Linked DNA regions of Pan troglodytes: region 1 is linked to region 2. Evidence: chromatin contacts called from public HiChIP or PLAC-seq data. All regions are on one chromosome and are shown on one strand. The core of a region is the stretch at or near the end of the contact, and the rest is flanking DNA. Distances in the headings are between cores, read along the strand shown.

Region 1 (2,981 bases), core at 297-2,796, 100 kb before region 2:
AAAAAAAAAAAAACTTTCCACTTCTTAAAGAAGAGACCATCTTTTACTGAACCACAGGGAGGAGAAAAGGACTGAGAGAGTAGTGACTGAAGGACTGTAATTTTGTTTGTACTAGTTGAACTTACAATGCATAGAACTACACAACTCCCCGACTTATGACTTAATTTCCACTTTACGAGGGTGTAAAAGGAATATGCATTCGGTAGAAACCGTCCTTTTCTCGTGATGCTGGGCAGCGGCATCAAGCCTAAATTTCGACTTATGAGGTTTTCGAATTACAATGGGTTTATCAAGCCATAACCTCCATCGTTAAGTCGAGAAGCATCCGTATATAAGTGTATATTACCTGGGCACCCAAAGGGCAAGTCATGTTACCATTCCAAGCACTGGTTTCCTTAGCTATATGAATAAAGGAAAACTATTCAGATAATTTCTTTTTGGAGTTTCTTGTATTCCCTTGGGTGCAGAATCAATTACTTAGAATTCTGGCGTGAAAAGGTTTTGATTACATCATTTTACTCTTAAGATTTTTGGAAGCATTCACGTATCTCAATCACCAAAGTTTTGAGGTGAAGCACACAAACTCAAAGCCAATCCGTGACTAATTTATTCCAGAGGCGACACTACTCACTTGCTCCTGGAGATTTTTCAGAAGTGTCACGGCACTTGGCAGGTCTGACTCCAGCACCCCCTACAGAAGGGAGAGGAGGCGTAAAGAAAAGTCATTCTTTCCTCAGGATTATAAGAAAGCGGAAAGTCTAGAGTGGGAAACTGCCCTCTCTCCGTCAGACACCCAGACTCGGGGCCTTCACACTCGGGTTCACAGACTCGCCTTAAAGCCAGCCCCTTGGGTTACTGGACAGGAACGGTAACTCTAGGGAGGCCGCCTTCCTGAAGCAACTTTCATCACCACCCTTCCCTGGTACCAACAGTTTGCCTCCAGCCGCTGAAGGCAAAGGAAAACTCCACAATAGCTACGCGAGGGAGAAACCACACCAAACTCACCAGCGCCGCCATCTTCGCAAAGCCCACCCCTTCCGGTTTCGTACTTCCTGAGCTCTAAGGGCGTCTTGATAGATTTGATAGACAACTGCCGCTTGCAAATCTAAGCCAATACGAATAAGGGCTCTCTCACTTCCGCCCCCAACAGGATAAACGAGAGGAGGAGTCTGATCTGGCCAATGGAATAAAGGAACTGGCTAAATTCGTCAGACTCAGAAAGAGACGTCAGGACGAAAAAAAAAGCACTTGGCAAGGAGCGTGTGATTGGTAGACTGAGTAAAATGATTGACGGCAAGCCAATAAGAGACAGGCAAATAATTGATTGACAGTTGGAAGGACCAATAGAAAAAAGGAATTAGCAGAGCGAACTTAGCGCGTATTGGCTCCCGTCTGCCGCAGCACCCAGAGTCTTTTTTCACGGCACTTTTCTTGTAGTGCCTGAACCGGCCGCTAGGTGATGGGCCTCGGCTTTGCTTTGCGGTGTCGACATTGCAGAGCCGCCATTGCTGGCTGCTCATCCAACAGCCACCGCGCCAAATGCCTCACAGACCCGGTGGCCCTGGAATCGATTCTGTAACAGTACTCCTTGTGTGACCGTGGACAAGTCACTCGGTCTCTGAGCCTTCTTCATCTGTAAATAAGAGAGCGAGGCTAGAGAAGCCCAGAGCCAGAGTTTAGAAACCGAGTGCGAGGACACCTGCCCTCTTGGTGTGCACTGTGGAGCGCTGAGAAACGGCTCCAATAACGCCCCGACACTCTTCGCTCCTACCAGTTTGGGGACATGAAAAGAATACGTTTTACAAGTTGGGGAACCGTTCATATTTACATGACTGACCGCGGTCACACAGGTCTTCAGCAGAACTTGGTTCAAACTCTGGCAGTGCATGTTTCAGTATAACCTGCCTCATCATTACCCAGTGCTTTCAGATGTGTTCTCTCACTCTGGTTTTTCACAAGCTGGTGAAGTAGGTTGGACGGATACTCATTGTTCCCATCCCATGCCTTAGGAAATAAAGCACCGAAAGGGTGAATGATAGTGTATAATTTTTTGTTCACAACTCGTCCAACAGAGCTGGGTCTAGAGATCAGATCTTACCGACTTGAAGCTGTCTTTTGGAATTAAGAATAACACCTGTATCTGGGCAGGTGGGGTACGGAAATCCTGGTATCTAGATCTTGCTGGATTCAAGAAGGCAGGAGGGTGTTCAGTCCCCACTCCTCTAACATTTATTTGCTGCTTCAGGCCCACCGTGGAAGCTCAGGACGCTGTTGCAGCATACTTAGTCAATTATCCAGTAGCTTTTGTAATGTTTTGTTAAGATTTGTATTATGAAAAGTTTCTATTTCTACATAAATTTTCGGACCTGTCTAATTAGATCAGCAATAAACTTTTCCTTTTCGGGGAATTTGAAATTTAGTTTGTTCATATGCTTTATGATAGCAATGAGAAAACAAATTGCACTGCCATATTTTGGGTTTTTTTGAGACCACGTCTCACTCTGTCGCCCAAGCTGGAGTGCAGTGGCGTGATCTCGGCTCACTGCAACCTCCGCCTCCCGGGTTCAAGCGATTCTCCTGTCTCGCCCTCCCGAGTAGCTGGGACTACAGGCACTTGCCACCACACCCGGCTGATTTTTTTTTTTTTTTTTTTTTTTTTTTTTTTTTTAGTAGAGACAGGGTTTCACCATGTTAGCTAGGATGGTCTCGATCTCCTGACCTCGTGATCTGCCCGCCTCAGCCTCCCAAAGTGCTGGGATTACAGGCGTAAGCCACCGCGCCCGGCCTTTTTTTTTTTTTTTTTTTTTTTTTTTTTGAGCGGAGTCTCATACTGTTGCCCAAGCTGGAGTGCAATGCCGCGATCTTGGCTCACTGCAACTTCTGCCTCCCTGTTCAAGCGATTCTCCTGCCTCAGCCTCCTGAGTAGCTGGGATTACAGGCACCCGCCACCATGTCCAGCTCATTTTTTGTATTTTTAGTAG
Region 2 (3,019 bases), core at 189-2,688:
CACCGCAAGCGAGGCCTGCAGCGGAGTCCGGAGGAGGAAGGCGCCGGGGACTGGGGCAGGGCCAGGGCGGGACGGGGGTGGGGGGTGTGGGGGGTACCACAGGCAGTCGGACCCGAGGGTCCTGAGCTGAAACTCAACACCCGCCTTTGGAAGGATCGTCCCTCTTTCTCCTCCGCCCCTTCCCTTCCCCTCCCCTTTCCCCTCCCTCCTTTCTCTTAATCCCCAGGACGGAGCCCCGCGCCGGAGAGGAGAGGGCCTGAGGGGAGGAGAAAGGAACAGCACTGAGAGGGGCCAGGAGCCCAGGAAGGGGAGGGAAGGGCAGCCGCGGGCCAGGGGTGAGCCTGCGGGCCACGCGCGACCCCCGGAGCCTTCGCAGCCCTCTCAGTGTCCCCACTCCCAGCCCAGGCGAGTCCACAGGACCCGGGCCCCTGCTCCTCCTTCGCCTTCTCTTTGCTCCTTCTTTTGCTTTGTGGCCTTTCTTTCCCTTCCCAGAGACACCTGGGAGCTGCCCTCAAGCTCTGGGGCGCCCCGCGGGGCCCTGCCAAGGGTGCGTGTGAGAGGGGGCGGCGGAGCCGGCGCCGGGTGCCAGGGGCCGAGGGTGGGAGCGGGAGCTCGTGGCCCTGCGCCCTGGAGCCGAGGACTGGAAGGGGGCTGGGCCCCTCCGCCGCCTGGGCGCAGGCCGCGCTTCGGGAAGGCCGTCCCGCCTGTTCCAGGGGTGCCTACGTGCTGGTTGCTGCTGCCCGGGGCGAGGCGCCGTGGCGGCGACCTCAGACCCCCGGGCGCGCTGAGTGAGTGCGCGCGTGAAAACCGCCGCGCCGCCGGGGGTGCGAGTGTCTGGGCAGAAGCGGCCACTCCAGCGACCCAGCCCCACGGCCACGCTCTCGGGGGCCTTTGGCTCCAGGCAACTTGGGGCAAGCGTCTCAGTTCTCGCTCTCCCTTCCTCCCAGCGGGGTCGCCGCAGACCCCAGCCCTGGGAGCACCGCTCTGCAGCGCGGCCGGCGGGTGGAGACGGTTGGCCCCTAAACTCGCTCGTCCAGCCCAACCGCCCCGGCGGCTTCTCCCAGCCCTCGAGGCTCTCCTGAGCGGCCTGGAGAGGCGTCGAGCGCAGCCCAGCGCCCGCCTGCTCACCCGCCCCGGCCCCGGAAGGGAATTTTCGGATCCTGCGAGCCCGGGGCGCCCCCGCGGCCTAGGGCGGGCAGCTCCCGGGGCCTGGCCGAGCCGGTGGCGCCCGGGAGGCCGCGGGGACAGCACGCAGCGCGCGCCCTTGGATGCCGTCCCGCAGCGACGCCCCGGCCCGCCCCGCTCCTCCTCCTGCCTGGCTAGCCTGCCTCTCATTTGGGAAGTTTTGTGGGTTTTCTTTCTCCTCCTCCAACCTTGGCGGAGGCCACGACTCAGGCGCCACAGCTGGGGGCTAGAGGCCGCGGACCATGGTGCGGGGCAGCCACCGCTGAAGTCAGCAAAACCGAGCCTGGCCTGAGGCAGGCTGCGCGGGAGGCCAAAGCCATGGCCATTGCCACGTCGGTGAGTCCACCAGGGAGTGGAGGCTACCGGGGAGAGACCTCCACGGCCTGCCCTGCGCTCCTGTCACGTTATTTCTGCCCTCTCTTTGTCTCTCTCCTTGGTCCCTTTCTTCTCCAGGAGGCTGTGTCCCCCTCCTCTCACTTTTGTTTCCCTTCTCCCTCTCACTCCTCATCCCCTGCTCCTCCTGGCTCAGGGCTCGCCCCTCTTCCCCGCCCCCTCCCCATTCTCCTTTTTCTTCCTAGAGGCTGCGCCTGAATGGAGGGGAGGGGGCAAGCGTAGCCCGAGTCCTATCTGCTCCTTTTGGGCGGGAACAGATGGCCACTGGTGGTTGGCAGAGGCTTATGATTGGGAGGCAAGTAAAAGGTTTGGAGGGGGCTGAAAGGACCTAGTGGCTCACGGAAAACGGAAAATGAGAGGCTGAAGGACCCAAGGAGGCCCATCTCGAGACGAGGGATAGGGAAAAAAGGGAGATAGAGCAAAGGAGGGAGATCAGGCAAGGAGAAAGGGAGGAGGGGAGGTGATGTCAGCCAGCCTCAGGCCACTTTCCAAGGATCGGGACAAAGGGAGGAGACAGCTGGCATGATGGGACAGTGGGAGGAGGCCTCCCAGAGAGCACAGAGGCTCTCTGCCACCCACATTAGGCTGGCCATTCCCTCACCAGTCAGCTGGGCTGCTGGGGGATAGAGCAGGAGTGGTCACACCCATCATCAATCAGTCCATCAACAACTGTCCTGCAATGGCAGGGCCCAGAGGCTTGGCTCCATTGGACAGAACTCAGTCCTAACACCGGGAGGAGCGCTCTACAGCCCCACCTCTGCTTTCTGTTCTACAGTCTATGCAGTCTGAATCCAGGCAGCTTTGTTCCCTTTCCACCCTCTTCTAGGTCCTGCCTAAGATTCCCAGGGAAGCGAGGCCGTCACCTGCTTTCTGTTCCCTTCTCAGTGGGGACTCTCGGAGAGAGACTGGAAAGAGAAGCACAGAGCCACCCAATGTCCTCCCATACCCTTTGAGGACAGGTTCAAGTTTGGTTCTTTCTCAGACCAAACTCCATTTTTTATTTTTTTATTTTTATTTTTTTTGAGACAAGGTCTCACCCTGTCACCCAGGCTGGAGTGCAGTGGCACAATCACGGCTCACTGCAGCCTTGACCTCCTGGGCTCAGGTGATCCACCTACCTCAGCCTCTTGAGTAGCTGGGACTACAAGCACGCACCACCACATCAGCTTTTTGTATTTTTTGTAGAGGCGGGGTTTTGCCATGTTGCCCAGGCTGGTCTCAAACTCCTGGGCTCAAACAATCCATCCGCCTCAGCCTTCCAAAGTGCTGAGATTACAGGCATGAGCCACCGCACCTGGCCCCACATTCCTTTTAGTCCCTCAATCTGTAACGATGGCCAGGAAACCCTAGCTCAGAGTGGGGAAGGAGGCCCTCTGGAGATAGAGTACCTCTGGGCGTACTCTGGCATAGAGATACTGGTTCAGAAACCAGCTGGTCAGCT

What was found. HiChIP or PLAC-seq counts read pairs in DNA pulled down with a chosen protein or histone mark.
Region 1: a contact with region 2 is called in an H3K4me3 HiChIP or PLAC-seq map of stem cell-derived excitatory neurons, with 3 times the contacts expected there. The contact joins the promoter of NGDN here to the promoter of EFS in region 2. A contact is called at or near these places in 1 of 7 Hi-C or Micro-C datasets (stem cell-derived neural progenitor cells) and 1 of 1 datasets of contacts at active chromatin or transcription factors (stem cell-derived excitatory neurons).

Annotation. Positions count from the first base shown.
Region 1 is chr15:21,838,760-21,841,740 of NHGRI_mPanTro3-v2.0_pri, reverse strand. It overlaps NGDN (neuroguidin), which reads right to left and starts at 1,546. Exons shown (of 11, transcript XM_001163084.8): 1 at 1,006-1,546; 2 at 632-691. The coding sequence starts at 1,017.
Region 2 is chr15:21,734,858-21,737,876 of NHGRI_mPanTro3-v2.0_pri, reverse strand. It overlaps EFS (embryonal Fyn-associated substrate), which reads left to right and starts at 1,438. Exons shown (of 7, transcript XM_009427503.4): 1 at 1,438-1,521. The coding sequence starts at 1,504.